Linked DNA regions of Rattus norvegicus: region 2 is linked to region 1. A link is a contact called in public Hi-C data. All regions are on one chromosome and are shown on one strand. The core of a region is the stretch at or near the end of the contact, and the rest is flanking DNA. Distances in the headings are between cores, read along the strand shown. Region 1 holds the start of Rpl23 (ribosomal protein L23). Region 2 holds the start of Plxdc1 (plexin domain containing 1).

Region 1 (2,700 bases), core at 184-2,683:
TGGATCCCATTACAGATGGCTGTGAGCCACCATGTAGTTGCTGGGAATTGAACTCAGACCCTCCGGAAGAGCAGTCAGTGCTCTTTTTTTTTTTTTTTTTTTTTTTTCGGAGCTGGGGACCGAACCCAGGGCCTTGTGCTTCCTAGGTAAGCGCTCTACCACTGAGCTAAATCCCCAGCCCCGCAGTCAGTGCTCTTAACCCACTGAGCCATCTCTCCAGTCCAGGACCATAAAATCTTGCATGCGTCGTCTGTTGGTGGCTGCAGCAGCACACATCTTCAATCCCAGCACTCAAGAGGCAGAGACAGGTGAATGTTTTGAGTTTGAGGCCAGCCTGGTCTACAGGGGTAGCTCCAGGACTGCCCCGGCTACACAAAGAAATCCTGTCCCAACAAAACAAACAAAAATCTTGCATATGTTAGGCATGTACTCCACCACCGAGACATCCCTTCCCCTTTTTCCTATTTGGTATTTTCAGATAGGGTCTCTACGTGGTTCAGGGTGGGCTTGAACTTGGGATAGCATCTGAATAGGTGAGATGACAAACCGGCACCTCCAGGCACTAATGTTTCTATTCCAATCTGCCTCATCACCTTTCCACATCTTACTGTCCTTTCTTCATAATACTTTGTCCCATTTAACAAACTATATACTGGAACTCTCACAATTGTCCCTATTATTCAGTATCTATTACCAACGTCTACCCTGGCAGACTAAAATCCATAAAGGCAAGAATAATGCTCTATTTTATTCCTTCGTGTAATCTGGACGGAATCTGGCCTAAAGTAGGTATTCAATACACTTTAGAATGAATGTATCAACAGAAGGTAAGAGGTCAGGAAAATAGGGAGAGGTTGAGGTAGTAAAATAAATTAAAACATGCCCATCCTGATTATACTATACATGAACACAAACTATACTATATTTAGGCTTTACGAAACTTTACATATCTTTAAGAAGCAATAGAGTCAATCAATCGTTCACTGATAGCTGTGGGGTAAGCTTGAGAATAATTAATAACAAGAGACCGAGTGGTTGTCTGACCGACTGTGTGAATGTCACAAAGTATTGTTAATCCTCATAACAAGAGAATGCTATGGTACCGAGCACACAGATGGACTCATCTGTAGCGTTCCACTTAAACGTTCGGTAGCCAAATGAAACCATTCTGAGCTTGATCTCGCCCCATCTCTGTCTGTTCTTTGGGAACTCTTACAGAACAATTTATTTTTACTTATGACCCAAAATTACTCGCCCCTACATAACTCAACGGCAGCTTTCACATCCAGAGCAGTCGCAAAGAGGCACAGGGCTTTACGTCATATACCTGCGACCAGGGGAGGGAGGCGGGTCAGAGGAGGTCCGGTCACATGGCTGACTGGGCGTGGCCTCCAGTTCATATCCCAGTGTCCCTTGTACTAACTTCCTTTCTGACTCTTTCCGGACGCTCAAGATGTCGAAGCGAGGTGAGGATTTTGGGTTTGGGGATCCGCTGGCATCCGCCGCGTAGGCCGGTCGGCCCGTTCCTTGGCGACGGCTCCCGGCTGCGGTGATATTTTGTAGTCTCCGGGCCGGAGAAGGAGAAGATGGGGCATCACAGAGGCCCAGGGAGAGCTCCGAAAGGGGAGGGCGGCGGAGTTGGCGTTGAGCGGGTAGGAGCGGAGCGTGGGGCCGAACGGAGACGGTGGGGTTGGCCTGCCTTTGACCGGATTGGACGGTCTTTGCGGTTTCCCGACTTGTATAGATAAAGTTTTGTAAAAGTGCACTCGACCAGTCTCCTTAACCTCCACAGGAGGATGGTAACTTAAGGGACGGCCAGGTTCTGTGACAAGGGGACGGTAGTCGGGGACAGGCTAGTCTCCACCAAAGCTTGTGCAGTGGCCCCCTTACTCTGTTTCTCTCCCTGCAGGACGTGGTGGGTCCTCCGGAGCGAAATTCCGGATTTCCCTGGGTCTTCCGGTAGGAGCTGTGATCAACTGTGCTGACAACACAGGTGAGGCCTGTGGCTGCGTGCTGTCACGGTCCCCTTTTAAAAGCACTCAGTGGGCCTTTTGCTGATGACCCACTGAGCCGTCAAGAAGGGGCAGAGTGAAAACACCGCTTTTGGGTGAAGTGGCAACATGCTGTGTTGTTTAACTTCAATCGGTGTTGTGACAAGATGCTTCTGGGTTTGGGACGCATTTAAGAAAACGCTTGTTTTGGTTGGTTGGTTTGTGATTCTGCCGAGATGAGTTTCTTGGTCTATAGCCCAGGCTGACCCCCAGATTGGGAATACTTGCCGTCACATGCAAAATGTATTTTCTTGTTATTTTCTGTAGGAGCCAAAAACCTGTATATCATCTCTGTGAAGGGAATCAAGGGACGGCTGAACAGACTTCCTGCTGCTGGTGTGGGCGACATGGTGATGGCCACAGTTAAGAAAGGCAAACCAGAACTAAGGAAAAAGGGTGAGTAGGTGCCTTATGTATGTAGTGGTGGAAGAGTGAAGTTCTCCAGGTATTAGGAAAAGGGATGTTAACTCCGTGGCTATCAAGACCCCTAGATTACACCGTTGGGAGGCTGTGAGATCAATACTTCTGCTCCTGTTTGAGACGAGACTTGACTTGGGCTTGCAGGCACAGCCGCATGCCTGACTGTTGTGGTTTATGGGGCAGCTTGTTTCTCTGTTTAGGGTCTTTTCAGGTCTCTTGACACTCGCCT
Region 2 (2,700 bases), core at 154-2,653, 210 kb before region 1:
TATAAAGTGGAGCACGGGCATCGAGACCACGCAGGACGACACCAGAATTGAGGCCGGAGGTCCATCTTGGGACACTATAGACGCCCTCCGCGGCGCCTGCGCGGGAAATCTCTCAACTCTAGTAGATTAAACGCCAGCCCCGTGGCTTATCACGTGTCCGCTGGGTGGCGGTAGGAGGCCACAGCTGGAAGGGACAGTTTCTTAGCTCCCTCAGAGGCTGTCCTGGGAGAATTCAGGCTAGGAATTAGAAATTCAATGGTAAGGAATTAGAAATTCAATGGCCGGCTGGGTTTGGTGGTTTTACCACTGTAATCTCTTCAATAGGCTGAAACGGGAATAGTGATCATGAGTTCGAGACCAACCTGGTCCACGGCGTTACTCCTTGTCTGGAAAAATAACAACATTTCCCTTCAATTGCAGGTCTCAAAGTATTACATGATATTACATTAAGGTCTTGGGAAACCACCCTTAGGCTTTTGGACACAGAGGAGCGTGAGACTGGGATTCTGAAAGATGACAGAATCTTTTGACCTCAGTGCCAGGCCACCCACCTACTCAAACCCACACCCTACTTCTGCCCCCAACTGCACCCTTCTTCTCGGGATTCGCCCCAAGAAGCAGCCTATGCACCCTTTCTTTCCGCACTCTCCAGGTCACGGGCACCGAGGAAGCCAAGAGCCCCTCAGCCCTCTCCACTCTGTAGGCCCCAGTTCTTTGCCTTCCGACGAAGTAGGTCAGAGGCACCTTGGTGCCTTGACCTGATTCCATGCCGTCTATTAAATCTCCTAAATTGCGGGTATTTTTATTCCATCCTTGAAGAGGAAAAAAAAGGTGCCCTATTCCCAGACTCCGGCAGAGTGTGGTGGCAGTGGGCGCCACTTCTGGCTCTGGGTCTATCTTGGACTGCTCTGGCCTTCCTCGGGAGGGGGCACCCGATCTGCTTCAGAGTGGGAATGTGCCAGACTCCAGCACCTACTTGTCTGCTGGACGGGGTCGGAGGAGAGTCGGTGCTGGGGACCCGGTGTGAGGCAGTCAAGTGGGGGGGAGATGCAATTCGTGCCTCTCTTGGGGCAGAAGCTGGGGGGCTCGGCTGCGTGAGATTCCTAGTGCATGTCTGTGTGCGCGCTTGTGTACAACACCAGGAAACCACAGAAGTTCAAGGACCAGCTCAGAAAGTCGCGTGCTGTGGGGATGGGTGGTGGGAGCCAACGGCCCAAGTAGGGGCGCATCCTGGGGTCCTCCACCTCAGCCTTTTCCTTAGGTTTCTGGGACAGCCGGGTTCTCTCGGTGACCAGAGATGTCCCGGCGCGGTCCTGGGTCCTGTGGGGTGCGGCGCGGAGCTCCGGGAGGCGGGGACCCCGGCGTCGCGCCCCGCCCTCTGGGTCCTCCCGCCCGCGCTCCCCAAGGCCGCAACGCCGCGCATCGCTCGCGGTGCCCGCTTCGCTCCGGCTCCCCATTCTCCCAGCCCCGGGTCGCCTCTTCTACAGCCGCTGCCGCTGCGCCGACCCGGAGGTCGTCCGCGCCCACCATGCGGGCTCAGCTCTGGTTGCTGCAGCTGCTGCTACTCTGCGGGACCGCGCGCGCGCTCAGTCCCGCAACACCCGCAGGTAGGACGCGCGTCCAGGGCAGGTGCAGACCCGCCAGGGGTACCCGGGTGCTATCTGCAGGACGCCGGGGATAGGGAACAGGGACCCTACTTTGCCTGTGTGCGCCCAGAGGGTGCGCACTTCCTACTTCTGTCGGAAGGACAAGAAGGGATCCAGCCTGGGACCCGCGATCATTCCAGAAAGGCGTTCGCTTTTCTGTGCTCTTCCCTGCTGCCTCTCTCAGCTGCTCTAGGTGGGGTCCCAGTTGGGCTTGGAACTGCGTGGGAGCCGCCGGAGGATGGGAGACATCCTGGCACCAGCGTGGCCGTCTAACTTGCTTCCCCTACCTATTGCGTACTGGTGGAGAGGCAGGGAACCCAGGAAAAAGCAGTTTGCTACTCCCCGATCCCCCTGGGTCAAGGGTCCCCTCCTCCCTCCTGCTTGGTTCTGCTTGGCTCTCAGTTGCACTGGCTGCGCAAGGAGACAGGGGAGTGAGGGTGGAGGAGGAGCTCCCATTCCGCACACTCTTAGACCAGTTTCTCAAGCCATTTCCTCCTCTTGGAGATCCTTTCAGGGATCTACTTTGAATCCCTCATGTTATCAAGAAAGGCCGTTTTTAAATATATCATTTAGGTTCTGCACCAGGCTTTCTTGGGGAGGGAGAGCTGGGAGTAAGGGTGGATTTTGTTGTTGTTGTTGTTGTTGTTGTTGTTGTTGTTGTTTTTATTTCTAGCTCCTTAAAAGAGAATTGAATGTCCCACACTTGATCAGGGAAGAGATAGTTCATGGGGCGCTGTTGTTGGCTGTTGTGTCAGCGGCGTGCCCAACTGTGTTCTTGACTTTGATGGTCACAGTATGTAGTCCAAATGAATCTGGGTTGGGATGAGGTATACGGTGGACGATGTTGGTGGTAACCGCAGGGGGGCAGAGGACAGAGAAGTCTAGAGACTAGTATGGAACTCTCAGTGTTCAGGGAGTGCCCAACAGAAGCTAGCTGGACACTTGGCTTTTAGTTCTGCTGTCTCACTTGCTGTGTGACCTTGGGCAAGTTACTTGCCTTCTCTGGGCTTGGTTTTTGATTTATAAAAAGAGGTTATTGACAAAATCTTTGACT

The links. A called contact is a pair of places that touch in the nucleus more often than the background predicts.
Region 2: a Hi-C map of kidney shows a contact between it and region 1, with 5 times the contacts expected there. The contact joins the promoter of Plxdc1 here to the promoter of Rpl23 in region 1. A contact is called at or near these places in 7 of 12 Hi-C or Micro-C datasets (the A7r5 cell line, the Rat2 cell line, Schwann cells and 3 more).

Annotation. Positions count from the first base shown.
Region 1 is chr10:83,270,917-83,273,616 of GRCr8, reverse strand. It overlaps Rpl23 (ribosomal protein L23), which reads left to right and starts at 1,433. Exons shown (of 5, transcript NM_001007599.2): 1 at 1,433-1,466; 2 at 1,910-1,993; 3 at 2,319-2,447. The coding sequence starts at 1,454. LOC134478777 (small nucleolar RNA SNORA21) reads left to right here and starts at 2,024; the gene lies at 2,024-2,159.
Region 2 is chr10:83,477,154-83,479,853 of GRCr8, reverse strand. Plxdc1 (plexin domain containing 1) reads left to right here and starts at 1,403. Exons shown (of 14, transcript NM_001107046.1): 1 at 1,403-1,607. The coding sequence starts at 1,529.